Linked DNA regions of Mus musculus: regions 2, 3, 4, 5, 6 and 7 are each linked to region 1. Evidence: chromatin contacts called from public HiChIP or PLAC-seq data. All regions are on one chromosome and are shown on one strand. The core of a region is the stretch at or near the end of the contact, and the rest is flanking DNA. Distances in the headings are between cores, read along the strand shown. Region 1 holds the start of Rad52 (RAD52 homolog, DNA repair protein). Region 2 has its middle 7.0 kb from the start of Adipor2. Region 3 overlaps Wnt5b (wingless-type MMTV integration site family, member 5B). Region 4 has its middle 24 kb from the start of B4galnt3. Region 5 holds the start of B4galnt3 (beta-1,4-N-acetyl-galactosaminyl transferase 3). Region 6 overlaps Wnt5b (wingless-type MMTV integration site family, member 5B). Region 7 overlaps B4galnt3 (beta-1,4-N-acetyl-galactosaminyl transferase 3).

The links. HiChIP or PLAC-seq counts read pairs in DNA pulled down with a chosen protein or histone mark.
Region 2: a contact with region 1 is called in a FOXA1 HiChIP or PLAC-seq map of pancreatic cancer cells. The contact joins the enhancer-like site here to the promoter of Rad52 in region 1. A contact is called at or near these places in 3 of 115 datasets of contacts at active chromatin or transcription factors (memory CD8 T cells, microglia and pancreatic cancer cells).
Region 3: a CTCF HiChIP or PLAC-seq map of the NIH/3T3 cell line shows a contact between it and region 1, with 5 read pairs. The contact joins the enhancer-like site here to the promoter of Rad52 in region 1. A contact is called at or near these places in 1 of 15 datasets of contacts at CTCF or cohesin (the NIH/3T3 cell line), 1 of 484 Hi-C or Micro-C datasets (embryonic stem cells), 9 of 115 datasets of contacts at active chromatin or transcription factors (craniofacial prominence, differentiating embryonic stem cells, embryonic forebrain and 6 more) and 2 of 9 other capture datasets (embryonic stem cells and liver).
Region 4: a contact with region 1 is called in an HNF4G HiChIP or PLAC-seq map of pancreatic cancer cells. The contact joins the enhancer-like site here to the promoter of Rad52 in region 1. A contact is called at or near these places in 9 of 39 promoter capture datasets (the 3T3-L1 cell line, 3T3-L1-derived adipocytes, the C10 cell line and 4 more), 1 of 15 datasets of contacts at CTCF or cohesin (large pre-B cells), 4 of 484 Hi-C or Micro-C datasets (bone marrow-derived macrophages, embryonic stem cells, nephron progenitors and 1 more), 9 of 115 datasets of contacts at active chromatin or transcription factors (differentiating embryonic stem cells, embryonic basal ganglia, embryonic fibroblasts and 6 more) and 2 of 9 other capture datasets (embryonic stem cells and liver).
Region 5: a contact with region 1 is called in an H3K4me3 HiChIP or PLAC-seq map of bone marrow-derived macrophages, with 2.4 times the contacts expected there. The contact joins the promoter of B4galnt3 here to the promoter of Rad52 in region 1. A contact is called at or near these places in 13 of 39 promoter capture datasets (the 3T3-L1 cell line, the C10 cell line, cranial neural crest and 7 more), 1 of 15 datasets of contacts at CTCF or cohesin (large pre-B cells), 4 of 484 Hi-C or Micro-C datasets (bone marrow-derived macrophages, embryonic stem cells, nephron progenitors and 1 more), 13 of 115 datasets of contacts at active chromatin or transcription factors (bone marrow-derived macrophages, cardiomyocytes, embryonic basal ganglia and 8 more) and 2 of 9 other capture datasets (embryonic stem cells and liver).
Region 6: a contact with region 1 is called in an H3K27ac HiChIP or PLAC-seq map of SST interneurons, with 7 times the contacts expected there. The contact joins the enhancer-like site here to the promoter of Rad52 in region 1. A contact is called at or near these places in 13 of 115 datasets of contacts at active chromatin or transcription factors (the 230-238 cell line, the SCID.adh cell line, SST interneurons and 9 more) and 3 of 9 other capture datasets (embryonic stem cells, liver and pancreatic islet).
Region 7: a FOXA1 HiChIP or PLAC-seq map of pancreatic cancer cells shows a contact between it and region 1. The contact joins the enhancer-like site here to the promoter of Rad52 in region 1. A contact is called at or near these places in 8 of 115 datasets of contacts at active chromatin or transcription factors (the 230-238 cell line, bone marrow-derived macrophages, effector CD8 T cells and 4 more) and 2 of 9 other capture datasets (adipose tissue and pancreatic islet).

Annotation. Positions count from the first base shown.
Region 1 is chr6:119,900,751-119,905,167 of GRCm38.p6, forward strand. It overlaps Rad52 (RAD52 homolog, DNA repair protein), which reads left to right and starts at 1,948. Exons shown (of 12, transcript NM_001166381.1): 1 at 1,948-2,085.
Region 2 is chr6:119,393,533-119,397,949 of GRCm38.p6, forward strand. It overlaps a transcript of Adipor2 not described here. Among named protein-coding and RNA genes, the nearest start is that of Adipor2, 7.0 kb to the left of the region's middle. Within about 2 kb of position 2,044, at least 189 of the 459 cell types and tissues checked have an H3K27ac peak or open chromatin away from gene starts, as enhancers often do. A contact at or near this core is called in memory CD8 T cells, microglia and pancreatic cancer cells, where this site is marked.
Region 3 is chr6:119,442,514-119,446,930 of GRCm38.p6, forward strand. Wnt5b (wingless-type MMTV integration site family, member 5B) reads right to left here. Exons shown (of 5, transcript NM_009525.3): 3 at 3,822-4,069. Among named protein-coding and RNA genes, the nearest start is that of Gm40397, 23 kb to the right of the region's middle. Within about 2 kb of position 1,813, at least 65 of the 459 cell types and tissues checked have an H3K27ac peak or open chromatin away from gene starts, as enhancers often do. A contact at or near this core is called in differentiating embryonic stem cells, where this site is marked.
Region 4 is chr6:120,316,601-120,321,017 of GRCm38.p6, forward strand. No RefSeq gene overlaps it. Among named protein-coding and RNA genes, the nearest start is that of B4galnt3, 24 kb to the left of the region's middle. Within about 2 kb of position 2,076, at least 16 of the 459 cell types and tissues checked have an H3K27ac peak or open chromatin away from gene starts, as enhancers often do. A contact at or near this core is called in liver and pancreatic cancer cells, where this site is marked.
Region 5 is chr6:120,292,351-120,296,767 of GRCm38.p6, forward strand. It overlaps B4galnt3 (beta-1,4-N-acetyl-galactosaminyl transferase 3), which reads right to left and starts at 2,547. Exons shown (of 20, transcript NM_198884.2): 1 at 2,041-2,547. The coding sequence starts at 2,209.
Region 6 is chr6:119,519,576-119,523,992 of GRCm38.p6, forward strand. All of the region lies in intron 1 of Wnt5b (wingless-type MMTV integration site family, member 5B), which reads right to left. Gm30690 (a long non-coding RNA gene) reads left to right here. Exons shown (of 3, transcript XR_869405.2): 1 at 1-1,282; 2 at 2,188-2,303; 3 at 2,735-4,417. Among named protein-coding and RNA genes, the nearest start is that of Gm30690, 3.8 kb to the left of the region's middle. Within about 2 kb of position 2,611, at least 81 of the 459 cell types and tissues checked have an H3K27ac peak or open chromatin away from gene starts, as enhancers often do. A contact at or near this core is called in the 230-238 cell line, the SCID.adh cell line, SST interneurons and 2 more, where this site is marked.
Region 7 is chr6:120,253,047-120,257,463 of GRCm38.p6, forward strand. The region is part of intron 1 of B4galnt3 (beta-1,4-N-acetyl-galactosaminyl transferase 3); the gene reads right to left. Among named protein-coding and RNA genes, the nearest start is that of B4galnt3, 40 kb to the right of the region's middle. Within about 2 kb of position 2,340, at least 28 of the 459 cell types and tissues checked have an H3K27ac peak or open chromatin away from gene starts, as enhancers often do. A contact at or near this core is called in pancreatic cancer cells and pancreatic islet, where this site is marked.

The DNA.
Region 1 (4,417 bases), core at 698-3,197:
GGTATGAACATCTTACCTTCATGTATGTATGCACTACGTGCCCAAGAATGCCAGAAGCAGGCATCAGAGCCCCTGGACCTGGAGTTACAGATGGTTGTGAGCTGCCATGTGGGTGCTGGGAATCTAACCCCAGATGCTCTGCAAGAGCAACAATTTCTCTTAACCACTGAGTAAACTCACCAGCCCGTCCTTAGTGGTTTTGTTTTGTTGAGACAGAGTTTCTCTATAGTGTAGCACTGGCTGTCTTGCAACTCCTTATGTAGACCAAGTTGATTTTCATTTGTGTCTGCCCTCTGAGTGCTGAAATTAAAGGTGTGCGCCATCTTGTGCTGCGTCTTCATTGTGGTCTCAGTGGGGTCTCGGAGCATGAGGCCCTTTGGATTTGGGCGGCTATATGATATCCAAAATATAAAAAGATGTTTAACATAAGTAATTATAAAAGGAAAGGGGTTCAGCCACATGGCTCAGTACAAACCTGATGGCCCTCTTCCCTGCGTCCCCTGAGCTTGCAGAGTCTCCATCTCTTCTGCGAGGCCCACTTCGGCTTCCCTGCAGGCACCCGGGGCCAAGCTCCTGCAGGCACCCGGGGCCAAGCTCCTGCAAGCACCACGTTCTGAGGCGCACGGATAACAGATTAATAGTCTATTTTTTTAAAAAAGATTTGTTTTTATTTATATGTATACATGTTTTGTGTGTCTGGGCAAATGAGTGTCGTATGTTTACGGTGCCTTCAGAGGCCAGAAGAGAGCACTGGGTCCCCTTGAACTGTAGTTACAGGTAGTTGTGAGTCCCCTAATTTGGATGTGGGGAACCTAACTCAGGTTCTCTGAAATAGTACGTGCTCTTAAACTGTGGAGCGATCTCTGTAGCCGTAGATGTTCAGGTTCTCCTCCCCTGTCGTTGGGATTGAGTCCATTACTTCCTACATGCCAGGCAAGAGTCCTACTACTAAGCTATAATGCCAACCCTCTTTTTACCTAGACAGGTTTTAAGCCCAGGCTGTCCTTGATTTTGGGATTCTCCTATCTCAGCTTCCCCAGTAGTTTGAGTTACAGGTCTGTGCCACCAGAATGGAAATTTGGTACTCTTGCATCGGCCAGTAGCACAGTTTCAAATGATGTTTTTCTTTTCTTCGAGACAGAGTTTCTCTGTGTAGCATCCTCGAACTCAAGACATCTGCCTGCCCCTGTCTCCTGGGTGCTGGGATTAAAGATGTGGCCACCACTGCCCTGAGAAAGAGTCTTTCCTTTTTGTGCAAGTAATGGGCAAGTTGAGTGACCAGCTAATTCCAGAAACAGAATTCTGAGTTTCTCTTGTAGCTAGTGTCATTGTCCTGTTATCTTGGTCTTGTCAGTATGGACCCTACAATGTGCTAAAGGACTTTCGATTTATTTATTAACTGCATCTGACTCCGTGTTTCTGGGAAGATTAGTTAAGTCAACCATCTAGGAAAACACGAAAGATCCTGGATATAGTGGCCATATAATGAATTGGTTAAATTGCAACAATCTGAAGGCCTGACCATTAAAAACAAAAAGTTCTCAGTATATAAACTACACATTGGAGACGTAGATCTGTTGTAAAGCAGAAAACATCATAAACTGAGATCAGTCTGTGTTTAACTTGGAGTGATGCCTAAAGTGTAACTGTCATCCAGTTAGTTCCGGTTGAATTTCAGGGGAAATCCCACTGGCTGCCAGGGTCTCAGAGTTTAAAAGCACACCGAGGAGAGGTTGGCTCCGGGCGTCACCCAGCCGGGTCACACCAGGGACCCTCGCAGGGCGCCTACGGAAACCGAAGCGGCTTGCTGCGGCTGCGGGAAGGCTGATCGCCGCGGGCGGTGAGATAACAGCCCAAGAGCGCTCAGGATGCTGAGTCCTCCGCCGCTTCCAGTTCGCGACTTGATTTGCGACAGCCTGCTTTGCGGCTCTCGGCGCCTTCTGACTTGACTTACGGCCTTTCCTTCTGTTTTTCTTTGGGCGAGGACTCTGAGCTTGCAGAGTCTCCATTCCTTCTGCGAGGCCCTCTCCGGCTTCCCGGCAGGCACCCGGACCGAGCTCCTGCGTGCACCGCGTTCCGAAGCGCGTGAGTGAGGACGGTCCTCGCCGGGGTGGTTCTAGCGGGGTCGGGGAGCGTGGGGCCTTTCGGATTCGGGCGGCTGCTGGACACGCCCGGCACGGGGGCGTCTCCACCGGGGAGGCCGAGCCCTGAAGCCCCCACGGTTGCGCTGGATCTGGAGGGAGGCGCCTGGTCCGGGGTTGCTGACCGCGTGCTCGGGAGCACCGTGCGACACGCGCGCTGACTGTTAACAGGACTGTCTAGGACAGGGTGAAGTCGGAGGGAGTCGGTGGGGCTGAGAAGAAACTGTGGACTTGAGGAGTTTGACATTCAGGGTAGCCTTTCTGGACTTTGAAAAACGAAGCGTGCATTAGTACGGTTAAATTCACTCCTCGGGGGTGTACAGTTCTCTGGTTACTCATATGCTTGGGGGTTGTGTAACCCCTAGCAACATCGAATTCCATAACATTTTCATCACTCCTAAATAAATCCAGAAGCCACAGTTAGCTCTCCCTCTCACTTTTCCCGTCATCCTAGGACCCCCGTCTGCTTTGTCAGTGAACCTGTTTCACTTGTATGAAATACAGTACTTTGTGTGGGTTTCGGTGGGATCTGTTCCGCAGAATAAAGTTCCGATGTTTGTATCTCGTTTGAATTATCCATCAGTTGATTAAGTTGATGGTCATCTAGGCTGATTCCCCTACATGGCCATCTCAATATTGCTTCTTTAATAAGACCTGGACAATTAACAGCACCAGTTGACATGCCAACTTGGATTGGGGGAGGGGTCTTAAAGGGCCCCGCCCTTAGATGAAGAGCTATACGCAATTAATGACTGTCAGAAAGGGAGAATGGCTTTCCCAGAGATGAACCCCCTAATGGATTACCCAGTACCAAGTGATCAGCCCTAAAATTGTACATGTACATGCTACATTAAACAGACTTAGGGGTTATATTTATTTATTCATATATGTATGTCTCTGTTGTCTGTGTAAAACAAAACAGAAAAAGGCTATGAAGTTGAGAGAGGGATATGAGGGATTGGAGGAGAGAGAGAGGAAATGATGTGAATTATATTTTATTTAAAAAACTGGCTGCTGCTCTTCCCAAGGACCTGGGTTCAATTCCCACCACTCACATGGTGGCTTACAACTGTCTATATCTCTAGTTATAAGGGATACCTTCTTCAGTACTTGTGGTGCACAGATAAGCATGCAGGCAAAACACACATACTTATATAATACAAACATTAATTTTTTTTTTTTTTTTTTTTTGGTTTTTTCAAGACAGGGTTTCTCTGTGTAGACCTGGCTGTCCTGGAACTCACTTTGCAGACTAGGCTGGCCTTGAACTCAGAAATCCGCCTGCCTCTGCCTCCCAAGTGCTGGGATCAAAGGCGTGTGCCACCATCACCTGGCTGTTTTTTTTTTTTTTTTTTTTTTTTTTTTAAAGAATCAAAATTTCTAATCTTTAAAAAAAAATGCAGGCTGGAGAAATGGCTCAGTGGCTAGGAGTAGTGGCTCTTCTTTCAGAGGACCTGAGTTCAATTTCCAGCACCCACATGTCTATAACTTCCATTGCAGAGGACCCAGCACCCTCACATATATGCAGACAAACACCAATGCACATAAACAGTTTTTAAAACAATGTTAGCTGGGTGTGGTGGTACATACCCTTAATCCCAGCACTCAGGAGACTGAGGCAGGTGGATTTCCGTGAGCTCGAGACCAACCTGGTCGACAGAGTAAGTTCCAGAACAGCCAGGGCTACACAGAGAGACCCCCCTACCCCCGAAAGTCACCTCTTTGGCTGGGTTTATTCCATGGTCGTTTGTTTATAGTTGTAATTGTGAATACAACTGTGTTTGTCATTGGTCTGCACAGAGCCTAATGGTTTTTGTGAATTAATTTTGCCTTCTGGTACTTGATTAAAGTGACTGTCAGCTCTGAGACTTTCCTGATGGAGTCTTTGGGTCTCGTGTACAGAGCATGCTGTCTACAATTAAGGGTGCTTTGGCAGCTTCCTTTCCTCTTTCCCTACTTTTTCATTAATTGGTGAGAGACAGGGCCTCTCTCGCACTGGATCAGGCTGCCTCCAAGTGCTGGTTAACGGTGAGTACCATCAGGCCAGGCTTGCATTCTTTTTTTTTTTTTTTTTTTTGTAGCTTTGGCTGTCCCAGAACTGAGAGATCTGCTTGCCTCTGCCTCTGCCTCCCAAGTGCTGGAATTAAAGTCATGGGCCGCCTTGACCAGCTCTGGGTGACAGTTTCACCTAAAATATAGATGGATGCTTTGATGAAATTATAAGACCAAACAGACAAGATATGTTCATTATTTTCAAAATCTAAGTACAGAACGGA
Region 2 (4,417 bases), core at 794-3,293, 510 kb before region 1:
CTGAGCATCTATCCTCCTGGTCCCCTTGTCCCGCTTCTGAGCATCTATCCTCCTGGTCCCCTTGTCCCGCTTTTGAGCATCTATCCTCCTGGTCCCCTTGTCCCGCTTCTGAGCATCTATCCTCCTGGTCCCCTTGTCCCGCTTCTGAGCATCTATCCTCCTGGTCCCCTTGTCCCGCTTCTGAGCATCTATCCCCCTGATCCCCTTGTCCCGCTTCTGAGCATCTATCCTCCTGGTCCCCTTGTCCTGCTTCTGAGCATCTATCCTCCTGGTCCCCTTATCCCACTTTCACCCTTTGAAGTACCTTGTAAACACTTTTTTTTTTTTTAATAAACTGCCTTCTCTTTCTATCACCAAAAGGAAAGGAAAAGCTTTATTCATCAGATACATCTGTAATTTCAGAGTGAAAGGGTTTAGGTAGAAATTCTGGAATTCAAAGCCAGCCTGTCTACCTATCAAGTTTAAGGCTTACCTGAGATACACATTGAGACCTGTCTTAAAAATCTCAATAGCCAGGCATGGTGGCACACACCTTTAATCCCAGCACTCGGGAGACAGAGGCAGGCAGTTCTCTGTGAGTTTGAGGCCACAGAGTGAGTTCCGAAACAGCCAAGACTACAAAGAGAGACCCTGTTTAAAAATTAAAAAAAAAAAAAAAAAAGCTCAAAACAAACAAACAAAGAAAAAGCTCAAAAAACGGAACTAGAGAGATGGGCTAGTGGGTAAAGGCATTTATTTGCCCCTAAGCCCGACAAGCTGAACCCAATCCCCAGGACTCAAGGGATGGGATGGAAGGAAAAAACAAACTGGCAAGTTGGCCTCTGACCTCCACATAAGCACACTCACACACATACAGACAGACACACAAAGATAAATGTAGTTTTTAAAAGAATCTAAAAAACAAAATGAAACAACACAGTCTTAAAAAGGCTTCATTGAGGTGTATATGCCTTGCATCCAATAAACCACACCCCTCTGTAAGTCAGGGAATTCTTTCCCAAGCCTGGCTTCAGAACTCACTGATATTTTTTTGATTACTATCCCTGCACTTGGGAAACTGAGGCAGTAGGAGTACCATGAGTTCTAGGCCAGCCTGGGCTACAGAGTAAGACCCTTTCAAAATAAGGCTATCAGTGTTGTAGTGGTTGTTGTTCTTACTGTAATAATTATTATTATTAAATATTATTATTCACAAAATAATATTAATTATATTCTTGGAAAAGTCAAGATGTGTGTTCCACTACTACTTAATATGCCACCCACATAAAATACTGGGAACAGGGGAGGGGGTGAGAGAATACTATATTTGTTGTGCTGAGTTCTCTATGTTGCTCTTGAGCTCAATTATGTTGGTACAGATTTGCCCTAAACTGCTCTTGCCTCCACCAGTAGATTGCTGGAGTTGCAGGCATTGGCTACTGAGCCTAGCTATTGTTGGGCTAAACTGTAAAACCTATATCAAGAGGGGTCTCCACCTAGAAGTTGCTTAAAGGTAATGTACAGCTAAAACAGAATTTGGGCACAGGTTTGGTTTTATTTTTTTTAGAGGGATTATTGGGGGTTGCTTGTTTATTTGGGGTTTCAGATTCGGATTTTTTTTAAGATTTATTCATTTATGCATATGAGTACACTATAGCTGTTTTCAGACACACCAGAAGAGGGCATCAGTCTCATTACAGATGGTTGTGAGCCACCATGTGGTTGCTGGGAATTGAACTCAGGACCTGTGTTAGAGCAGCCAGTGCCCTTGACTACTGAGCCATCTCTCCAGCCCCAGGTGTGGATTTGTTGTTTGTCTGTACACTGAGTCAAGCATCAGAACCATGCTATGTCCTCTAGACTGGCCTCAAACTCAAATGACAATTCTTCTGCTTCAGCACCTCTCAACTAGGCTAAAACCCGGATCCGTCGGATAACTGGATGAGAATTCTCTTATCAAACTACCAAGTTCTTGTTCCTGCACCTGTGCAATCTGGTGAAGGGTGGCTTTGCAGAAGCAGAAACCAAGAACTGGCAGGTCTTTGCTGAGAGAAAACAGAACTGATCTGGAACTGAGTTCAAAGACTACATGATCACTGCGTGCAGGGCTCTGGGGCCAAGGCGGTCCTCATAGCTGGTTCTCTGATTACTTTTGCTTTTCTGTTGACTTAGATAAGAAGCAAAAGCAAACAGCATAATTCCTACAGAAAAAAGTAAGCTGATCAGAACTCGTCCCTTCTTCTTGAACTCGGTTTAATAAGGGCATATGTCAAGGGTGTGGGAGTGGCTTAGTGGGAATCTCCCCAAGGCCATAGGTTCCGGCATCAGCACAGCAAAACTGTAATTCCTAAGGCTTGCGTGTTACTAGCCAGGTGTAGCTGTGCCTGCTTACCACAAACAGACCTCGAATAAATGGGGAACAGAAAGAAGCAAGGGGGAGGGGAACGCAGTGTAAGAGAACAGAAGAGAGATGTGGGCTATCTCCAGCTGCTTCCCGGCCTTCTGGCTGCAGCTTTGGTCAGTCTTGCAAACCTGGCCCAGGATTTGGTCATTTTTCTAGTTTGTGTCTGGCATGGCTTAAACTTTGTGACTTCAGGGTGATTGATCTCAAGATGTGGATCTGGGGATGGATCGCCGTGGTAGAGCTCTTGCCTGGATGCATTTAGTCCTGGGTTCAAGCTCCAAGTCACACTTTTTTTTTTTTTTTTTTTTTTTTTTGGGTTAACATAACTATACAAACCCAGTCCTGCCAGAGATCTTTGTGCAGGGACAAATGCCAAGCCCCACAGGGACCCCACCCTTCCCCACCCGATAGACACACAGTGACACCAGGACCTCTCATGAGTCAGAGCTTTCCCCAGCTGGCAGGCACAGTGCCCATAACCTCTGCCTTCATGGGGTTGCCACACTTCCTTCCACCCTCCTGCTCCCCACCGCCTTTCCTGTCTGCACACTCGCCTGCCTGATGACTGAGCGGCCCTGGCACACAGAGAGTGACCTTCAAGTTGTTATTTCGGTGATAATTACCTTGTGGTTCTGGCTGGCTCCTGCAGGCTGCCACACACAGTAGGTAGAGGACTAACATTACCCCCACCTCTACCTGTCCCAAGAGACAGATAACTGATGTTTGTTTGTTTGTTTGTTTGTTTTAGATACCATCCCGTTATCTTGACTGGGCCAGCACTCACATTAGAACCCAGGCTCAGCTCAAATTCATAGTAATCCTCCTGTCTCCGCTTCTCAAGTGTTAAGATTACAGGTTTATGCCACAATGCCTCTTAAATTATGTTTTTTTTTTAAATCCCCATTTTACAAATAAGGAAACTGAAGCACAAACAAGTCATTTCCCCAAAATCACATAGCTAGCAAAAGAGCCAAAGGTGGTACCGGCTTATAATCTCAGCTCAAACTTGACACACTATGATCTTAACCAAATCCATGTGGTACCGGCTTATAATCTCAGCTCAAACTTGACACACTATGATCTTAACCAAATCCATGGACTCTCCTGGAAGTCTGGCAAGGGCCACTAGACTCAAAAACAAAGATGTTCTTCTATTATTACAGTCTCAGTACTTGGAATATGTCTGTTCAAGAAATTTTTACCTTTTTGGGGTTTTTTTGTTTGTTTGGTTGGTTGGTTTTTGGTTTTTGTTTTTCGAGACAGGGTTTCTCTGTGTAGCCCTGGCTGTCCCGGATCTCACTCTGTAGACCAGGCTGGCCTTGCACTCAGAAATCCGCCTGCCTCTGCCTCCCGAGTGCTGGGATGAAAGGCGTGCGCCACCACACCTGGCAATTTTTACCTTTTTACAAACAAATTGGTCCAGTAGTAATGTAAGAGAAGAAAAGAGTGGGCGATGGTTCTGTAGCACAGTTGCCACTGGCGGCCACACCAAAAACCTTTCAAGAGCTGCTCTTTTTCAGGGACGATGTATACTCTAGCACTGGGTGCCCTTGGAAGCCAGAGGCATCAGACCTCCTGGAGCTGGAGTTACAGATGAGTATGAACTGCCTGACCTGTGGGTGCTGGGAACTGGACTCAGGTCCTCTGGAAGAACAGTGCATGCTCTTAACCACTGCGCCATCTCTCCATCCCTGGGATGTGGTTTCTTCTTTCTTCTCCCCACTCAAATAAAGAAAATAGATGGGGTATTGGGATTGTTTATTAATTAGATAGTTATTTTTGAGATAGGCTCTCTCAGTGTAGCCCTAGCTTGCCTGGAATTCACTATGTAGGTCAGGTAGTAAAAGATCCTGACAGAATGTAAAAGGTCACAGAAGCCCTGAAATTGACAAGATAGATTTCATTGTTAGCAGAACTAGCTTCCCTGATTTAGAAAAATAGAGGCGCACAATGCTCTGGCCACTCCTTGAACCTGTGTGTCTGCCAATGTTTTGACCGTTCCTTGAACCCATGTGTGTGCCCACTGATGAAGCC
Region 3 (4,417 bases), core at 563-3,062, 460 kb before region 1:
TTCTGAGTTCGAGGCCAGCCTGGTCTACAAAGTGAGCTCCAGGACAGCCAGGGCTATACAGTATACAGAGAAACCCTGTCTCGAAAAAACAAAAAAAACAAAACAAACAAAATGTCATTTTGCTTTGAAAGAGCTTCTTGGACTATTTAGTATCCCCACATTCATTGTTTTTTGTTTTTGTTTTTGTTTTGTTTTTTTGTTTTTTCGAGACAGGGTTTCTCTGTATAGCCCTGGCTGTCCTGGAGCTCACTTTGTAGACCAGGCTGGCCTCGAACTCAGAAATCCCCCTGCCTCTGCCTCCCTAGTGCTGGGATTAAAGGCGTGCACCACCACGCCCGGCTGACTTTTTTTTTTTAATTATATATTTATTTATGTCTTTTTAGGGAAATATGCATGTGTGTGCAGTGCCTCCAGAGGCCAGAAGAGGGCGCTGGATCTCCTGGAGCTGGAGTTATAGGTAGTTAAAGGTCAGCCTAATGTAGGAGCTGGGAACTGAAATTGGGTCCTCTGAAAGAGCTTTATGTGTTCTTTCTTCCTTTTTTCTTTTTAAAGATTTGTTTGTTTGTTTGTTTGTTTATTATGAGTACATTGTAGCTGTCTTCAGATTTATTGATTTATTGATTTATTGATTTATTTACTATGAGTACATTGTAGCTGTCTTCAGACGCACCAGAAGAGGGCACTGAATCCCATTACAGATGTTTGCGAGCCACCATGTGGTTGCTGGGACTTGAACTCAGGACCCCTGGAAGAGCAGTCACTGCTCTTAACCGCTGAGCCATCTCTGCAGCCCATTATATGCTCTTAAGGAAGCAGGCTGGGCCGTACTCTAAGGGAGTCATTTCTTTTTTTTTTTTTTTTTTTCATTTTTTATTAGGTATTTAGCTCATTTACATTTCCAATGCTATACCAAAAGAAGTGAGTCATTTCTATAAAGCCTTTCAGAAATGCTCTCAGCTCCCAACATGCCACCTGGAGCAGGGTGGAGCCGCAGACCCCCAGCACTGGGTCTCTTTCCCTTCTCCACGCAATTCGGCTCCTAGTGCTCCTCAGGAAAGCGCTGGCCTCTCAGGGCAGCTCATTCATCATTCATTCTCTCTCTTTCCCCCACGATTCTATCACTAGAAAGTTCCTCCTCACATGAAACCAAAATACGCCTCCTTGTAACTAACTTCTGCCTGCTGGAGCAGCTCTGCCTAATCCCCTTCCATTTGTCAGCTCTCCAGTGTTTGAAAACAAGAAACATGCCTTTTACGTGTTCCGTTCCCAACTCGCATATGCCTGACTTATTTCTTCCACCCGTCTTTAGTAAATGTGCTTCTGAGTTAATCAGCCCTCCCCAAATACCTTTTGAAACCATGTGCCCGTCTCTAAATATAATAAACCAGGTGCCACACACTGACTTCCGGTGACTTGGGATCTGAAAGTGTCCTTCAGCACACTGGACCAGCTCTGCCTCTGCTGGAGGGGCGTGGCCAGACTCTGAGGGTGCAGCGCCAACTGCACAGGGCAGCACGTGGGTCTTGGGTAAGAGATTCTTTTGGGGGGGGGGGGTGGGGGGGTAAAGAGATTCTTGCATAGAAATCTCCTGCAAGGACCAGTTCCCCACTGCAGGTTAGATAAACTCTGTGTGTGTGTGTGTGTGTGTGTGTGTGCGTTGGGTGTTTGGAGGGTATCTGGACGTGAAACAGTCACACATGAAAGGAAAAACCAAACCATCTCAAAGATATGAAGCTAGCAAGCCATAGCACTGGGCAGAGGCTTTGGAAGCCAGGCTGCTCTTCTGAGCTGCTCTGCTGCCCTCTGCTGGTGGATGACTTGTGCTGCAGCTTTCAGAAGAAGGAAGCCCTTTTGACACCAGGATCCTAGCAGGAGCTACCCCAGGACATGGCTTCTCAGACATAGAGAGGCTTCAGGGAAGCTATAGAAAAAGAAGTGGGAGTCAGGGCATGTGATACATGCCTTTAATCCCAGTACTAGAGAGGCTGAGGTAGGCAGATCTCTGTGAGTTCAAGCCCAGCCTGGTCTACAGAGAAATCTCCAGGACATGCAGGGTTGTGTAGAGAGACTCTGTCTTAAAACAATAAACAAAGAGAAACAAACACAACAACAACAACTAAGAGTGGCGAAAACCAGATGGACCAATAGCCCTGCCCTGAACAAGCCATCCACTATGCAATCAGACTCAGCAGTATCTACCACCCACCCCCCACTGTGCATGTTCAGGTGTGTGCAATGCATGTGGATGCATGTACATTCCCTCAGTGGAAGTCAGAAGTCCTTGACAAACCAGTCCCTATTCTACTGGGTCTTATTCCGAGACAATAAAAAGAAGGTGTTGGCAATCTTGAATTCACCCAGTACAGCTCCCCACCACACTGCCTCACCCCACTGTGTGCTGTTCCTCAGAAGCTGCCCTCCTTATTTTCTGAGACAAGGACCTGGGGCTCGCAGATTTAGCTGGGTGGGCTGCCAACCTGTCTCTGCGTCTCCAATGTTGGGATTACAAGCATGCATCACCGCACCGTCTCTCTATGTGAGTGCTGGGGACTGAATTTAGGTCTTCGTGCCTTTTGTGTGGGTGCTGGAGATCAAATTGGGTCCTCACGCTGGCAGGGCAAGCAAGTTTTCAGACAGAGTCATCTTGCTAGCCTGTCTGTCCAGCATTCATTCCTTGAATAACGGGAAACAGGCCAAGAAGGATGCTATGCCCCACCTGGACCAGTCTCATGGTCTTACTCAAAACTGCTTAAGCAGGATAGGTACTGTGCCAAGGAGAGGGATGTGTGTGAAGAGAATCCCTGAAGAATTGCTAAGTAAATCCACCAAACCCCAAGTCAGCTTTTCTGGGGAAACTGCCCCTCAGGGCATCCCGGAACACTGGCTCATGCCTTCTTCATAGCCAGGGCTGATCCCAAAGGCAATGGCAGGGTTCAAAGCAGACACCCCTTGTTTTCATTTTTCAGTTTGAGCCTAGGGAAAGATCTGTGTGTCAGGGTCCTAATAGAATACGTCAAAATCTCTACCCATCCCCTACCCTAAACAACCTTTCTGGAATCCTACTTTGGGAAGGCCCTATCTGAAGCTACCTCCAGAATGCAGAGTAGTGGGGCACTGCCCAGGGACAATTTGGGAGACAAGACTACCAACACCTTCCTTTTATGGTCCTGGAGATAAGAACCCAGCCTGGTTTCTCAATTTCTTGCCAGGGAGGGGAGAATTGCATTTCAAAAGGACCTAAGACAATTAGACTCAACTCACACCTCCATCTGGGCAATAGGACAGCCATGATCTCACCAGCTGGGACAGGGAGGAGGAGGGACCCCTCCCCCACAGTGGTCCTCTTACCTCTCACCTTCCTCCTCTAGCACTAGTACTCACATCCCTTTTCAAGGCAGAAAGCCTGGCCTGGAGCTGGGCCTGGTTAATGGCAGCTATTACCAACCTGGCCTCAAGCTTTCACCTTTTGCTCAAGGGCTCAAGTAAAAAAGATGTTAAATATACAATTTGGGATATTCTCCCTCCACCTCCACCTCTGACTTTTTTAAAGGGGCCCTTCTAGCACTGAGAGACAAAGGCAGCCATGGCAGGCAGGTTTCTAACCAACTTCCTCCTTACTCAGCCTTTCCATTCCTTCTCAGAGTGAGTCACAGACAGCCCCAGGATTTGAGGTAGGGAAACGCAGAGCCTCCTGGGGCTCCCTCTCCTGTCTAACAGGATGCTTCCAAGCCTAGGAAGAATGCAGTGTGGGCTTTCGTTCATGCTATCAGGCTATCTATCGATGCACCAGGCAGGAAGACACAGGTCCAGAGGCCTCTTACCTATCTGCATAACTCTGCCAAAGACAGATGTGTTGTCCACGGTGCTGCAGTTCCAGCGCCTCTGTCGAAACTGGTGTTGGCACTCTCTGATGCCCGTCTTGGCTCCCTCCCCGATGTAGGACATGTGCTCCTGATACAACTGACACAGCTTTCTCTGGCCTGGGGAAAGCCCAGGAAGTTGGCTGCACACGGGCTGAGCGCCAATGATGAACATCTCCGGTCTCTGCACTGGGTTCAGAGCTAGTGACCTACAACATCAATCCAGAAAGAGAGAGGGCACGGCTGTGAATGCACTCATGGGTGCGCACAGTATTACCGACTCCTCCACCCCCTCTGCGACGTTCTCCATAAACAAGGCTCTGGACTAAGGATTTGGAAGAGAACTTGAGCCCAGAGCAGAGTGTGGTTTTGCACGCCTTTGTTTCCAGCACATGGGATGCAGAGGCAGGCAGATCTCTGTGAGTTTGAGGCTAGCCTGATCTACAGAGTGAGTTTCAGGACAGCCAGTGAGACCCTGTCTCAAAAAAGCAACAAAACACAACACAACAAAAATCTGAACTGTCTTAAAAGGTGAAGGTGGGCAGAGGAGGCTGGGC
Region 4 (4,417 bases), core at 826-3,325, 420 kb after region 1:
AAGGAACCACAACTCAAGGAGGTGGGAAGGGCGTTGTTGGAAAATACCAAAAATACCAGTTAAGAGTCACAAGGAAGTACAAAGTCACAAGTGTCAGGTTATCTCTCAAGACAGTTTCTAAGAGCCCCTAACAATCTAAGAGCCCCTAGCAATAGCACCTTTGCATAGTGGGTTCCAGCAATGGTCAGGGTGGGTCAGGGTGACTTTCTTTGAATGAACACTCTTTGAACCCAGGAAGCGGGTGGGTGGAGGAAGGAATGTCGCTATCTGTTTTATGATTAGCATACCTTGGAGCACTGAGTTTACTACTCTTTCATGTACCGTCACAACATTGAGATCTCTCTCCTCAGTGACTCTGGAGGAGCCATCTTAGTGAGACTGGCTGGTTTGCAAACCCCTGGGGATTCATTTCTCTCTGCTCTGCCTGGATCTAGGTCACAGATTGTTTTCCACCAAGCTTGGCTTTCACCTGTTGCTAGGGATCTGAACATGGGCCCTCATTCTTAGACTGTGGACACTTTACCAAGTGAGCTATCTTTCCCAGGCCACAGATTATAAATGCAATCTAGTTTTAGTATGCCCTACCACAGTAACTTAAAAAGAAAATGGTGTTTTTCTAAGGCTTCTAAAATGTTCTATTGGCATATATTAACTTTACACTGTACACATTCACATTATGTAGTTGGGTCATTTTCACTCTTCGTTACCCTTGTGTTGGGGTCTTTCCATGCCTTCTTCTTCCCAATTCACTTCCCTTCTACTTTCACATTGTGTGTGTGTGTGTGTGTGTGTGTGTGTGTGTAAAGTTCATCTGAGTTGTCTACTGAAGCACAGATGAGAGTTTGTTTATAGGATGGGTATCTTATCAGTGGGAACTGGAAGAAAAAAATCTCAACTCAAAACAAAAGATCTTTTATTTCCTTGGTTAGGTTTATTCCAATTTGTTTTGTTTTTCTGATGACTGTATATTTTGTGCACATATGTTTAGAATTGTAACGTCCTTTTGATAGATTTTTTCTTTTTCTTTTTCTTTTTCTTTTTTTCGAGACAGGGTTTCTTTGTGTAGCCCTGGCTGTCCTGGAATTCACTTTGTAGACCAGGCTGGCCTCGAACTCAGAAATCTGCCTGCCTCTGCCTCCTGAGTGCTGGGATTAAAGGCACGCGCCACCACCACCCGGCTGCTTTAGAGTTTTGGGGGTTTGGTTTGTCAGCTAGTAGATTAGGGAATGCTGCTTATTTCCTAGTTTGATTTGCTTGAAACACCTTTTCCAGCCTCTTAGTGTGAGACGGTGTCTGCCTTTCATGGTGAAATGTGTTTGTGCCTCTTGGAAGCAGCAAAAGAACAGGTTCTGCTTTACATCTGGTTGGTGTCCTGTGATTGGAAATCATTAGTATTCAGAAGTATTATTGGAAGGTGTATATTGCTTACTATAATTTGGTAGTGTTTGGTGTTTCCCAAATTCATATTTGTTTAGCTATCATTTGTGGAGAGCTGTACCTCGAGCAATCGCTGTGGAGAGCCGTGCGTGCTGCGAGCAATCGCCATTATAAGATGGCGCTGGCCTCCGCTGTGCCTAACTAGTAAACAAGCCTTGTACGCAGGTGCAAGAGTGGACTCAGGCCTCGTCACTGCCCATCTTGGGGCGTAGTAATGGGATGATGGGCGAGCAACGAATCAGGAGCTGTCACGCCACATCAGGTGCTGAAACGTCACACTGCAGGCTATATAAGCAGCGCCATTTTCTGGGTTCGGGGTCTTCCTGAGAAGTAAGCAATAAAGCTTTTGCCACAGAAGATTCCGGTTGTCCTGAGTGTGTTCTTGCCGGCAGGGACAAAAGCTCGGGCAATAATCATTGTATTATCTAAAGCCTCTTAGTTGTGTTAATCATTTACTTCAGGCCAACCCTTTCAGTATCCACTACAGATCTGGTTTAGTGGCCATCAATCCCTTACTCTGCTTTTATTATAGGATGCTCTTTTTCCATCAACTACAACAGCTAGTTTTCCTGGGTAGACTTATTAAGTTTAAACCAGGCCCCTAAGGTGGCAGTGCTGGTGACAATGTCCTAAACAGAAGGACTCTGACCGGGTAAACAGAAGGATCGTATTGGGTAAACAGAAGCCTAAACTCAGCATTCCTCACGAATCTTGCAAGGAAGGTTTCTGTTTGCCAGGAAAACCACTACCTCCTTTATCTAGGCCCAACTACCTTAATTAATCCTAACAGCCTGCGTCAGCTCAAGGACCCACACCCTCTACCATATAAAATCTGCCTGCCTTCCTGCTAAGCTGCTGTCCTCTATTCTTGGAGACAGATTGGCAGTTTGCTCCCCCGATAAACTTTTCTATCTGGGCGTTGCATGGCCCAGTGCAGGGGTTTCGCTGAATCCTCCCTTACAATACTAATATGGGTGGGCAATTATCGTCCTAACAAACCTGAAATGCAGCCAGGCCATGGTGGTACATGCCTTTAATCCCAACACTCAGGAGGCAGAGGCAGGTGGATGTTTCACGATAGCCAGGGACACACAAAGAAGCCCTGTCTTGAAAAACAAAAATATTTAAAAAAAAAAAACCCTAAAATATATATTTTCTGTGTTCTGACTTTTATTTCATGCTGAGAAATGGGCTTTTATTTGGGTAGGGTGGCTTGCAGGAGTCAGTCCTCTCCTTTATTTACCATGTAGCTCCCAAGATAAGTTCCGGCCGTCGTGCTTGGCAGCAGGCACCCGACTGCGTCATCTCACTTGCCCTATTTATCATTGCTGTGTGCGTATGATGGGGACGGGCACATGCCACAAAACACACGTGGAGTCAGAGGACAACCCTCAGGAATGGGCTCTAGAGACTGAACTCAGGTTGTCAGCTTTCCACAGCAAGTCCTTCTACCTGCTGAGCCCCCTGACACTGCTTACTCAGTGTCGATTTCCAGCATTCGTACAGTATGGGTTTTGTTCAGTGTGTCTAGTTCTCTATTTAATCGCATTTGTACATTCCTACATTGATTCATTTTGTTTAGAGGTTTGTATTTTCTAAAATATTTTGGAATTCATTCAAGTTTATTTATACTCTCATTTCTTAGTATATATACATATATATATATATATACACACAAACACATATATATGTATATATATGTGTGTGTGTGTATGTGTGTGTATACATATATATATTCATATATATATTCTCTCTCTCTCTTTCTACACACACACTCTCTCTCTCTCTTTCTACACACACACACACACACACACACACACACACACACACACACAGAGACAAGATTTCTCTGACCCAGAGTTCTGTGGCTCAGGCTGGCCTTGAACCCATAGAAATCAATCCACCTGCCTCTGCCTCCCAAGTGCTGGGACTAAAGGCGTGTGCCACCACTGCTCAGCTTCTTTGAATGTATTTATAATCATTCTTCTGAATTCTTTGTCTGGAATTTCCCTATCAGTCATTCTCACTGGGGGCCATTACTCTGGGGTTGGTAGATTTTAGAGAGGAACATCCTGGATTTTCATGTTACTCGTGTTTCTGTGTAGGGACTTAAACATCAAGAGTTCATTTTTGTCCTTGGTCCTATGAAGGCTCAATAGATGCCTCAGTGTAGGGGAATCAAGGGTGGTGAGGTGGAAGAGGGTAGTGGGTGGAGGAACACCCTTATAGAAGCAGGGGGAGGGAGGATGGAATAGGGGGTTTTGGGGTGAGGGAGAACGGGGAAAGTGAGTAACATTTGAAATGTAAATAAAGAAAATATCCAATAAAAAAGAGTTAATCTTCTGGCTGACTCGAGATCATCTCCTTTCAGAGTTAGTGTTTGTAATGTTCAGGAATGGATATGTTAAAGCAGGGTTGAAGTGCTGTTTTCCCCTGATAGACTGGTTTCCTGACAACAGCTCTGTGGATCCTCAGCCCTCCCCTGCCAATAGAATGAATCACTATTGAGGGTGGAGCTACTATGGAAATAGAGAGTTAGCGCAGCAAGAGTCCTTTAGGCACTAATGCTTGCAAGGAGCAGAGACAGCCATAGCACTGAACACACTAATCAGTTCTCCTGGGGATTCTCAGTTCCTTTCTGCTGCTGCTATGATACAACACTAACAAAAGCAACCTAGCAGACAAAAGATTTATTTTAGGGTACAACTCCAGGTAACACTCCAGGTTCTTCACTGAGGGAAATCAAGGTAGGAACTTGAAGGCAGGCCTACTTGCTATTCCATATTGTATATAGCATTATTTCCAGCCAAGGAATTCATTCAACAGTCAAAGAAGTGTGGCCAGAACCACGCAAGAGATGGCTTGCAGCAGGGCATGGTGGCGCATGCCTTTAATCCCAGCACGAGGGAGGCAGAGGCAGGCAGATTTCTGAGTTCGAGGCCAGCCTGGTCTACAAAGTGAGTTCCAGGACAGCCAGGGC
Region 5 (4,417 bases), core at 1,297-3,796, 390 kb after region 1:
CCTGAGTTCAAGTCCCAGCAACCACATGGTGGCTCACAACCATCTGTATTGAGATCTGACACCCTCTTCTGGTGTGTCTGAAGACACCTACAGTGTACTTATATATAATAATAATAATAAATAAACCTTTTTAAACAAGAAAAACCAGAGACAGACAGACAGACAGATATCACAAGGAAGACAGGCTATGTGTGGCATTCCCCATAATCCTCCTGCACTCGAGAGACTGAGGAAGGAAGATTTTGAAGTCAAGCCCAGCCTGCAAGTTGCTGCAGCCTGGGATACAGAATGAGTGGCTGTCTCAAAAAGAAAGAAAGAAACCACAAGGAACACTAAGTCAATTTTGGAATAAGACACTGAGAACACATTTTTGGAGAAGGGTCGGTTTGGAAAAAGAAATAATTTTTTAAATAAAAACTTAAAAAGGCCACAAGTCTGGTATGAAGAAGGCGGCAGGATCCAGAGACCCAGAGCCAGAGTGCAACTTATTATTATTCTGGCCACCTGGACCTGGTCTCAGAAGAGACTCGTGACACCTGCGGCAGAGGACAGGCGAAAAGGAGCAAAGGCAGCCACTGACTTCAGGATCACAAAGCGACTGCTTCCCTGTCTATTTTATGTAGACTATCCCACTAACCAGGCTGGCAAAGGCCTTCCAAGGAAGATGAATCCACACCTCCCACCGTTACACACTCCAAGAAAATTCAGCTACCTGCAACAAAACCTGAGGAGGAAGAGTGGGGTCAAGGCAAGGAAGACTTCTTTGTAAGACTACATGCTTGTGGCTGAGTGCAACCGTCCTCGGTCTTCCCCCAAGTAGGGGCTCTCTCACGTTGGAAATGTTCAAGTGTCAGAGGCCATACAATCTCCACAGCCCAACTGAGAGGGACCCTGGAGACCATGTAGGCAGGATTCCTCTTGCCTCTTGATCTCTAGCTACAGCCATAGCTTGATCCCTTGTAACAGCATCTTCTAGTTCACAGCCAGAATTGTGTCCACAGCCATAGAGAGGTAGGGCTATAAGAGTACATCTCCAAACCGATCCTGCTTAGTTACTGACTAGGACACTCATTTCTTCTTCTGAGCCACAAAAGATAAACCATCACATCCAGCTAAGAGAAAAACTGTTGGCCAAAAAAATCTACCAGGAGGGTAGTCTTTGAGTTTCTTAAAGCAGGAAAGTGAGACCCAGTGAGAAGATGAAGTAGAACTTCCCCCCACACCCCCCCCCCTCAAGGCTGGAGAAGAGCACCTGACCCTTCTCGAAACTTCTCCACTCCTTTCTGGCTACTAGATGACTTTTAATTTTATTAAGCCTATCAAAAGTATACTGAAAGTCACTGTGGGTAATAATCATATCCATTGAAGAGGGGATAGGCCATTTCCTCCCCTTTTCCTAAGCAGAAACTTGAGTGCTTTGATGAAATAAAAATACAAGTAGGAATTTACTCATGGCAGGGTCGCCTTGGGCGGGGTCTGGGGAGTTTGTTAGATCTGTGGGTATTGCGGAGAGTGTGAAAACACTGGAGGAGGCAGTCTGGACCAGCAGAGAACCACGCATTCAGGAGGTGGGACTCTTGGAAAAAGAGGCGCACGCAAGGCGGGAAGGCCAGGCGTCTCTCTCGGAGGTGCTTTTTGAAAAGGAACCCCCGAAAGCTCGGCTGGAGGGGAAACAGCGAGCCAACCACTCCAGCAAGCCGAGGGCAAAGTTGGGGAGGCTCTGATCGCAGCGTGTGGCCGAGTGCGCCGCAGCCCCAGAGCCCGCGCTCGCAAACAGCTCTGTCCCGCGAGGCTGTGGCTCCCGCACGGTGGAAGGCGCCCCAATCCTCCACCAGCGCTCCGGATGTCCTGAGAGCGTCCCGGCTCCACTCTGTCCTGAGTGGGCAGGCCAGGATCAGCGACCCACAGTGGCCTCGACAAGCCCAGGTCCCCAGGAAAGCGCGGGGCGGCGCCGGCACCTGGAATCAGCTCGGAGAGGCGGGTCCCCGCCCGGAGCGCCCGCCCACCTCCGCCACCTCCTCGCCCCCCGGCGCTACTTACTGTGGTTCAGGGGGTTCCCGCCGGCCTGGGCCGACGCCACCAGCTCCAGATACAGAGTCCAGAGTCCCACCGATACTACGGCGAGCAGCAGCAGCAGCCGGAAGCGCCTCCTCAGCAGCTTGATCGGGCGCAGGAGCAGCATCAGCAACGCGGCGCGGGGGCTCCCCATGGCGCTTCGCCCAGCCTGCCGCTCCAGCACCCGCTACCCACCCGTCGTTCCGGCCCGGCTCCGCCGCTCAGCGCGGCGCACAGCCAGTCTCCCCGGGTCGCTCTCCAGCGGGCCGACTGCTCATGCTCGACGCGTTGGGGTGATCCTGGGCTGCGCGGGTGCCTCGCAGGTCGTTCTCCGGCCGCGGAGCCGGGCTCCTCCTCCCCAAGTGTCCGCTCCACGCCTCTCCTCGTCGCAGGCCCGCCACCTCCCTCCCTCTCTTCTTTCTCACTCCAGCGCTCTGCCCAGGAGGCTCTCCTAGTTGCCCTCCGGCCCCTGCGCTTGCTTGCTGCAGTTAGGGCGCTTTCTCTCAGCTCCGAGCATTACCTTACTCCCTACCTGTCCCGCCCACGCCTTGGCCCCGCCCCCAGGCGCAGGTGGGCCCCGCCCCCTAGAGAATGAGGGAAGGGGAGAGGTGGGGCCAGAGAGAGCTGGTCCCTGGCGTACTCACCGGCTTGGAGTTATGTGGGAGGGTGTGTGGGGTGATGATGAGGGATATGGGACTGAAAGAAGATGCGAGCTAAGACATGGACTCTGTGAACCAAGAAAACCCAGTCACCGTCAAGATATTCGAAGGCGCTCTTTCGAAGCTTGCTGTGGGGCTGAGACACATTTTTTTTAAGTGACCTCTGTGACTTTGGCCTCAGGACCTTTCTCTACCTAGAAAGACCCTAGTCACAATTAACTGACACTTCATTCAATCTTAACTGTCTTCCAAGTCAAATTTGAATACCGTTTTTTCCCTGGCGCAACTACAACTGAAAGGCACCAGGGGAGCCTTTACAAGGAGTTTCTCCAGTTTTAGGTGTTTTGGGTGAAAGATTGTTGGAGATTAAAAAAAAAAAAAAAATGGAGGGGCCACTCAAGAGCAGACCAAATGCTTAGCATTCAGGAGGCCCTGGGTTCCATCCCAGAACCATGAAAGAACTAGGGAAATGGAAAGGGGGTCTGGCAGAACTGTAGAGATGGCTCATCTATTAAGAGTGCATGGTCTGGGTCTGGAGAGATGAGATGGCTCAGTGATTAAGCATCTTCCAGGGGTCCTGAGTTCAATTCCCAGCAACCACATGGTGGCCCTCAGCCATCTGTAATGGGATCTGATGCCCTCTTCTGGTGCGTCTGAAGACAGTTACAGTGTACGTACGCATAAACAAATAAATCTCAAAAAAAGAAAAGAGAAAAGAGTGTATGATGCTCTTCTTCAGGGCCTGAGGTGGGTTCCCCAAACCCATTAATTCCAACTTCCTCTTCTAGCTTCTGCTCCAGCCTCCACTCACATGAATATACCCACACAAAGAGGCACACATGTACATTTGAGAAATAAAATATTTTAAAAAGAAAGAAAAAATGAAAAGGAGAGGCACATCTTCCTTAAGCTGCCCGTACCACAGGTGGATTCGCGCTATTTCCTTCCGAGTCTCTTCTTTTCTCCCAACTCTCATGCCACATAAAAGGTCTTCTTTTATGATTATAGAAGCTTTGAAAGAAAGGTCAAGGCAAGCTTTTTAAAGTCAGCCAAGGTCAGCACAGAGACAAAAGAAATCTAGGGGTAGAGACTGCAGAAGAGAAGAGTGATCTGGCGTACATACCAATTGTAGGAGAAATGTTTAGCATACACAAAGCCTTGGTTTTGATTTCCAGTGTAGGTGAGTGCAGCCGCATGTATACGCGCCCCCATCTCAAAAAAATCCTTAAGAGAAGAGGAAGAGGGGAAAGAGACTGATAGAATACACATTACATGATAACAGAAGGAACCTGAGGGAGGAAGGCAGTCAGTAACAGAGGGGTAAGAAGTGATGAAAAGGCTGTGTGGGAGAGGGCTGAACAAGAACATAATGAAGTGTGTGAGTGTGCGCATGCATGCGCATGTGTGTAAAACTACCATAAGAAAACTCGGGAACTGGAGAGATGGCTCAGCTGTTACGAGCACTGACTGCTCATCCAAAGGTTCTGAGTTCAAATCCCAGCAACCACATGGTGGCTCACAACCATCCATAATGAGATCTGACACCCTCTTCTGGGGTGTCTAAAGACAGCTACAGTGTACTTACGTATAATAATGAATAAATCTTTAAAAAAAAGAAAAAGAAAACTCAACATTTGGTATACTAAACTCTAAAAAAGTAATTTTTAAAAAAAAAGATCTATTTATTTATTATGCAGACAGTA
Region 6 (4,417 bases), core at 1,361-3,860, 380 kb before region 1:
AACAGTTCAGATTAATATATATAGCTTCAAAAATCCATAAAAGATGACATTTAACGTTATTTAATCATTTGACAATGAGACATACCTGCTCCAGAGAACACGCCCTTCTCAGTTCAAAGAAGATATTGAGCATCTTCGTCTCCAGACAAGGTTACTTACTGTGGCAAGGCAGCCACTGAGCAGAAAGTGCCCATTACACCTACAGACAATAAAGTCCAAAGAAGGGCACATTTTACAGAATAATCAACTGTTGGCTTTGCTGAGACTGGGTCAAAGGCCCCTCAAATAACTCTATATTATAAGCCTGTCAGCTAGATTATCCTTGGCTCCTACGTTTTAAAGAATGGGGGACTGTCCAAATAATCAACTGTCTCTACAAACTGATTATGATTCTGAAGCTGTTTTGTGCTTGTTATACTTTCAAGTAATATTTAGTCTTTCCCAGATTTCTGATGGGATTAAAGACTAATTTTAGTCTCATAATCAAACTCAAGTTATTTAACATTGAGATAGGAAGTTTATAGAATGGATGACATGATTTTCAGATGACATTACAGCTAAATTCTAAACATAATCCAAGGATAGAATCATAATTCTTTCAGTTAGGAAATACGGTAGAATACTTTGTCTAATTGACAAATTGGTAGACTAAATGTCCTTTGTTCCTGGTACTATATAATTTACTTAGTTTTTACAGTTTTGTTCAATTTATATCTGGGAGAAGAGGTTTTTGTTGTTGTTGTTTTTACTTTTTATTGGACAGAAAAGGTGAAGTATAGGAGGAGGTGCTGATACTAAAGTCTGGTTCTTTAATTGGTTCTTGATTTGGTCAATAAAGGTGGGAGCCAATTGCTGGGCGAAGGTAGAGGTAGGACTTCTGGGTCCCAGGGAAACAGAAGGGGCTTTTCAACCAGGCCTTGGAAGAAGCATGAAGCAACCATATAAGACCTTGGGGAAGCTAGAACTGGTGGCCTCCGCCACTGGCGGATAGCCAAAGAGGTCGACAAAGACTGGCTGATATAGGCTAGCAGCTAAGATTAGAACAAGAGATTCTGCACCCAGCAATTGTGCTATCTGGCAAGTTCTAAAATAATAAAGCTGCCTGAGTGTTTTTCATTCCTCAGAGCAAAGGTGGGTAAAGATAGAAGTTGGGTCGGTGATGCCAACTTGATGAGGCTAGCCAGGAGGAACAAAAGAGGACCGGGAGGGACCTGGGTGCAGGCAGCAGCTCTAGGGTCGAGGCAGCTGGCAGCCTGGCGAAGGAAGCTGGGAGGAACAAACCGTAAGCTGAGCTTCAGCTTCAGCTTCTGGCTCTCCCGGGCTGGGGGATGGTTGTGATGGATCCTGGGCTAAGCTGGATGGAGCAAAGGGAACCGGGAGAGGTCAGAGTGCAGGCTGAGGTCACAGACAAAGACAATAGTGTGTTTTAAAAAAACTACATGCAGCAGACTAAGTCACGAGCGCTCTGCTTTTTTTTTTTTTGAATGAAATTTATCCCCTTATAAAAGAGCTCGAAGGTTGACTTTGTAGCCTGCCACTGAAATCACTGCTCTTTTCTAGAAGTTTTCTAGTAGAATTTTGGGAGTCTCTTATGTATTCTGTCATATCAATTTCAAATATGGATAATTTGACTTCTATTTGTATCTGTTTAGTTTCCTTTTCTTATCTTACTGCTTTATCTAGTGCTTCAAGCACCATCTCGAAGAAAGGTGGGGATCGTGGACAGCCTTATCTTGTTCCTGATTTTAATGGGCTTGGTTCTAGCAGCTCTTGTTATGTAGCCCAGGCTGGCCCTGAACTCTTCATCCTCCTGAGTGCTGGAATTGTAGGCATGTAACCCTTCCCTTGGCTTTCAGTCCCTGTTTAATAGTTATATTGAAGGTAATGGGATTTTACCCTGCAGTGTGAAACAATGAAGCAGACATAATCTTCCTTGTGTTTGGGAAATGATATTCATTACCAGGAGCCCCCTCCTGTGGCTAAGTGCAGCATCACCTACCACAGCCCTCTAGGAACAGAACACACTCAGACTGCAACCAGGGAAACATAACATATTCTCTCTCTCTCTCTCTCCCTCCCTCTCTCTCTCTCTCAGAGAGCCACTCTGGTGCAGCATTGCCAGCAGGAAAATGTTTTAGATTCATTTTACACCCTTCAGGCTGCTGTGTGAAATTCTCTTCTTTCTAGGTAACAGATGGCAAAGTGGAACTTAGCAGGGTTGGTGGCATGCCCAGCACGTTAGTCAGGATGGAGCAGAGTTGGAACCCACTCTACACTGCCTCCAGAGCCTCTCGGCGCCCCAGGTCTGTATCAGGATGACCAGTCATGGCTCATCACATCCCAAGTCCTTTGGCTGCAGAGGGGTGGCTGGGTTTAAATGAGTGTATTCTCTAGGCAGTGGCTCAGGCAAGGGCTCATTTAGGTGTTTGCAAGGCAGCCAGTGACTGGCATCGGCATCTGAGTGAAGGTGTAGTTCCAGCATCCTGGGCAGCTGCAAGCCAGATGGGCACCATGACTCAGCCTGCCAGGACCTCCCTGCACACCCCGTACACCTTCCTGCCAGTGGTTTCCTGTGAGATGGCCCTCTCCTTTGAGCCTCTGCTCAGAGTCTCCCCCAACACTCCCCACGGGTTTCCTGCATCTTTTCCCTGTTGGGCCTCTGTACTCCTCACTGCCCTGCCCCCCAGCAACTGGCAGAGTTTTCTTTCTCACTGTCAATCTGTGGTTTCTTCAGAGTCCCTCCTCAAAGGCTGACTGTCCTGAATCTGCATAGACTCCCCACAGTGCTGGTTCCATGCCTGGCAGCTCCATCAGAGAAGGTATGCTCATCTGACACAAATTCACCCAGACCTGCGTTGGGCATGCTGATAAATAGAGGGGCTCTTTTTACATAGCCCGAGCATGTTTACACCAGACAGCTACAGGAATGAAGTTATATGTGTGAGCATCCTTGGGAGCTTGGAGGAGCCTGCCACGTGGTCATGGAGGGTGGGGGCAGGATCGTAGAATGCTGTCACAAGATTGCATGTGCGAAAGGGCATTGCACACAGCTACGGGCCATGGGTGGCAGCCACAAGCATGCTAATTCAGGCATCTCATTCAGAAGGAAGCAAATGGTTCTCTGAGGCTCTGATGCCGGGGGTGTGTGAGAGGTGAGGGGAGAGGAACAAAATCAGGACGGACATAGAACATCCTCTCTCAAGGATGCGCTGGTATTACAATGCCTGGGGTCTATGTATCGCGCTGACTCTGACCTCTCTGGATTATGTATCAATTCTTATTTCTCAGTTGGGAAAGTACAGATCACTTTTCCTTATGCAGTAGACCACAGCTGCAGAGGCAACGGCTCTCAAACATGACTGCTGCAGCAACAACCACTTGGGTGGCATCAGAGCCTCAGCTCTGGAGAGTTTACCCACCTCTACCCTGGCAGTGGATCGCCTCAACCACTTAGAGCAAAGAGGACTCCACAGTTAAGAAGTATGGGGGGGGGGGGGATTCACATTGTGTAGGAATACATCGAACTTCTGTGGTAAGCAAAAAAAAAAAAAAAATGTATCTTTAATTTGGCTGAAATCATCATTTCTCAAACATTTTGATCACAGTAATTAGTAATTAGTCACTAAATACCTGCCAGCCTGAAGAGAGGGCTGAATGTTGAACCGAGCTGGATTACACGATCCCAGCCTTTTTCAGCCCTAAAACCCGCTGCCTTGTGAACAAAGACTACGTCATGTAGCTGGGACTAATAATAAAGTATAACGGGGGTGGGGCGATACAGATGTGCTGACATTCATCCTAACAAGACGATGGGCCAGTGCCAGGCACAAGAGGGGACGAGCAGGTGGCAGTGGTCAAGGGTCAGCCGGGAAGCACAGCGGTGGCCATAGTCGGGAGAGAAGCGACATAGGATGCGGGAAAATAAAACATATGAGGCGACAGACAACACCAGGAAGCCTCGGTCAGGTATAAAGCATGTGGCAGGCGGCAAAGCCTGAGACTGTCACAGACATTTCTGGGTACCAAGAAAGGCTCAGGTGGGGCCACAGGAAGAGCCTTCATTCATGGTGAGGGGCCCGTTTCCTCAGGGCCACAGGAGCCATGAGAAGGGACCTTGGGGGAGTGGACTATGCAAAAGTCGGGAGGATCCATCACGGAAGCTGGCAGACAGTAGCCATGCACTTCAAACTGTTGTTCAGCCACAAAGAAGACTGAAACCCTTAGCATTTACACGGGCGGGCCTAGGGGTGAACAATGACGTCAGGTGAACTGTGGAAACATGAAAGACACAAGCCTCACAGTCTCTCCCATGTGTGGAAGTTCAAACCCGAATACAGACTAGTAATTCTTAGTGATTCCTCCAGGGCTGGAAAGTTGGGTAAGGATGATAAAAGGACCCCCGATACCTCACAGAATC
Region 7 (4,417 bases), core at 1,090-3,589, 350 kb after region 1:
CGTACTGTCACTGCTCATGGCTTTCTCAGCCTGTTTTCTTGTAGAATCTTGGAACCCATGACCACTTGTCCAAGTGAGGTCCTTACTCAGAATAAGCTGGGCTCTCCCCTATCAATGAGTTATATATAGAAAGAAAAGGAGGAAGAGGAGGAGGAGGAGGACAACGACGATGACAACACCATAGCAGTGCCAGTCCTAATAGCCCCAAACTGTAAATACCCAAATGCCCATCAGTAATTAATAAGCCACTTGGGAGACAGATGAGCCAGGAAGATCAGAACATGGGTTCAGGGCCAGCCTGGGTTATATAGTGAGTCCCAAGGTAGCTGAAGCTGTATAGGGAATCTGTGTCTCAAAAAAACAAAAACAGAACCAGGTAGATCCAATCCTGGAGACTCCAAGAGAGGCAGGTAGATCTCCAAGTTTGAGGCCAACCTGGTCAATGAGTTCCAGGACAGCCAGCAAAACAGTGAGACCCTATCTTAAAATAAAAGGAAAAAAATGTATATCTCAAAAGACAAAACCAAAAAGGGCTAGGGATGCGGATTAGCTGTTAGAGTGACTACTTAGCAGGTCCTTAGTCCTGGGTTCAATTCCCAGCAGCCATATACAGGGCATGGTGGGAAAGCCTGTAATCTCAGCACTCAGAATTAAAGGTGTGAGAATCAAAAGTTCAAAGCTGGGCTGCAGAGATGGCTGAGTGGTTAAGTGCACTGACTGCTCTTCCAGAGGTCCTGAGTTCAATTCCCAGCAACCACAGCTCATAATGATCTGTAATGGGATCTGATGCCCTCTTCTGGTGTGTCTGAAGACAACTACAGTGTACTCATATGCATAAAATAAGTAAATAAATCTTTAAAAAAAGAAAAGTTCAAGGCTATCCTTGGGCTACATTATGAGTTTGAGGCTAACCGCAGATAAATGAGACCATGTCTCACAAAAAGGAGGAGAAGGGGGGAGGGGAAGAAAGATAGAAAGGAAGGGAGGAAGGAAAGAAAACAAAACAGCATATATGCAAGCATGGAATATTATATATGAAACATAGTATAACAATTATCTACATCATATTTATGCTATACCATATACCACAAGCCACCTAGAATGACTTCTAGTGTACAGGAGGATGTGCTAAGTTACATGAAAAGACATTTGGGTATCCTCAGGTTACAGCAGGGACTAGAGCCATCTCCTAGAGATACCCATCTCCTAGAGATACTGAGACGACTGTTCAGACCCATGCTACATCAATAACTCTGAAAACACTACTGTTTGCTTAGTGAAAGGAAAAATCCAGACACAATGGGGCACCTATTACATGGGCCATCATATGAAATGTTCAGAATAGGCAAATTCTTGGAAATTAAAAAAAAAAAAAAAAAAAAAAAAGGTTGCCTGCACTGGGGAACAGAGAGAAGATGGAGGGATTGCTACTGTGTGCTTGGTTCCTTTTTGGAGAGACCAAAAAAAAAAAAAAAGTTTTGAAATTAAATACTGGTTGCACTGAATTGTACTTTTTTTGCGGGGGGGTGGGGTGGGTGGGGTGGTGGTGGTGGTGGTGGTGGTGGTACTGGAGGTTGCTCTACCCCTGAGCACTTAGCCCAACCCCCGCTCCTACTGAACTATATACTTCAATGAATGATTCCTTGTTTCATTTCTTTAGGAAGGGCACTGAGAAGCTGAACTACCTCTCTTTGCCAGCAGGCAGGACTTCTGGGTCTCTGTTCTCCCTCCCTCCCAAAGCACCCCACCCTCCAGCTGAACTGTCACAGATCCCTAGAAAGCCAGCAGCAGGTCTCCCTCTCTTCAAAGCTGACCCCTTAGGATTTGTAGGTAGCGAGCCCCTCCCTCTCACGCCCAACCCCCTCCTCTTTGGGCACAGATCGTTTACTTATTAAACCAATTAGATCAAATGACTCACACTGCACCCTTGGGTATGAGCTGGTGTAAACATCTCACTAGAGACTGATTTGTTCTTGAAAGGGCCTGTGTCCCTCTCAGCTCAGGTGACACCCCCTCCCCAAGTATTTCTCAGATCACGGTAGGAAGAAACTGAAGGACTATGGAGATGGAGGGAATGTTGCCACTCCATCCCTGAGCTGTGTCAACCCAAGGAAGACCATACTACCTCCTCAAAGAATTGACACAAAAGCTTTCTTATTTCCTGGGCTTTTGCATCTGAGCAAACTCCTATCAAATTCCTGCGTGCTTCAAAGGAGCCTGGGGCCTCACATGCTAGGCCAGAGCTCTATCACTGAGGGTCAAAATCAGCTGAGTGTGCAAAGCTAGCTGGAGCCCTCTGGTCCACCCAACTCTGCCACATCTCAGCTCCACCCAGTAACACCCAAAGCTATTTCTCATGGTGCTCCACCCCTGACGAAACCCGGTTTGAGTTAGAGGCCTGGTCGATGCTAGCCTAGGCAACCAGGGACCATCACTTGCCTTACCTGAAAAGTAAGGAAAGGGTTATAGTATTTCTCTAAGCTGAAGACTAGTGTATTTTTTGACTCAATAACCTTGGACTGGACTCACTAGGCCAGGGCAGGGAACGTAGGAGTGTCGAGCAGGTCTCAATCCCCAGAAGCAGTGGCAGTCTAACAGTCTACAGATGAGTGAGAAATTCCAGTGCAGTAAGGATGGCAAAGGCAAGAAGGCTTGTGATGGAGAAGAGGCCACTAGGCTCCCTTTCTCTCAGCTCCCACCACCCGGAGCCCACGTTTTTGTCTGCTTTGCAGTGCGTGAGGCAGGAACACAGTGATGTTTCTAGGTTTAGTTTAGAACACCCGCTCTCTGCTCCTGGCACCTCCTTGTAAACATCACCGCTGTGCCATCCCTCCTGCCCGCCTGGAATCCAGGGGCGGGAGTGTGATTTGAGCCGGATGCTGTCCCGGTGTGCAACCACATCCTCTTGCCACCACCCCACCACCACCACCACCAGGCATTTCCGAGTTTGTATATTTATGACTCTCTTAAAATAGGTCCCCGCACATGGGAGCAGAGGCTTGATTTAGGTCAATGAAATCAACATTTGGGAGAGCGAAGAGTCCCTGAGCAAGGCTGTTGTTTCTTCTCTAATTCTGTATCTGGGTTTCCGTACCATCTAAATCCCCCGGGAGGCTGCTCCATTCACCATTCCATGTTGCCTCAAGTCTCTCCTGCCCTGAAAATAGTCTCTGTCCTACTCCAGCAGATGGGTTTCCTAAAACACAGTGGCCCGAGGCCGGCTTCTAATGCTCATTAATTATTAAGCATTTGCATCTTGCAAAGTATTTCTCTGCTGTCAGCCCTTTTGTTCAATGAACTCAACCACCCTCTTGGAAATGGGGTGTGTGTTCTAAAAGGGAGGCAGGGTCAGTTACAGCAATGGACCGTGGGGCCTCAGGACTAACCGCCCACCATCTTTGAAGTACTAGAGAGGTAGCAGTGTCTCAGGTGGGTTCCTGAGAAAACCTGCAAGACACGACAGAAAACATGTTGGGTAAGACATTATCTAACTCAGGCTCTACCTTCCCTAAGCACAACAGCCCAGCAAGGTTCTTGAGGCCTGAGCCTCTCCTGCCCTGTTGACTAATGGTCCTGTCGACTGTACTCAAGGGAAGGACCTTGGCTTCCTGATTCATCTCTGAGAATTGATTTCCTCTGTTGGCAGAGTTGTCTAGATCTCAAGTCTAGAATCCCAAAAGGAATCCATTGTCTGTCGTCTCCTGGGGGTGGGGGTGAGGGGACAGCAGTCCTGGTGCTATTGGGCCTGTGTAAGTCAAAGGTCAGAGGGAGGAAGTGAAAGACTGAGAGGGCAAGCCTCGGCCTTGGGGCCTTAGGGTCTTGGAGAATGCTGGGGGTTAATGGAAGGGCTTAGGTCAGAGGCACTGACTAATTCCTAGGAGGATGAGTGGAGAGATGCCTGAACCTGAGATTAAAATTTATAAAGGAAGTTGTTTCAAAATAGGTAATAGTCCTTCTGTGATCATATGGGATATATAGGATCTAGAAGTTTTATCTTCTTGAACTAATAAGAATCGGATGCTGCTGTAGAGATTCAAATAGAGAAAAGGCAAATGAAGAACAACCTGCTTCCTGGGATGGGACCTCTGGCAAATCATTTCCCAGGTCATTGCAAATGATGACTACCCAAAGATTCCCTCCCCCTCCCCCTCCCCCTCCCCCTCCCCTCCTCTTCTTTTTGAGACAGGCTCTTAGTACATAGCCTCAGCTGGTCTGAAACTCACATATGGACCAGGCTTTTCTGGAACTCAAGAGAGATCTGTCTGGTTCTGCTCGGATTAGTCAGGTACCAACCACCACACCCGGCCCCAGAGGTTTTCTTTTATGGGGACAAAGTACTAGGGTTTGAATCCAGGGCCTCTCACATGCTAAGTGTGCTGATCTACACCTTCAGCTGCAGTCCCTAAGCATCTTGATT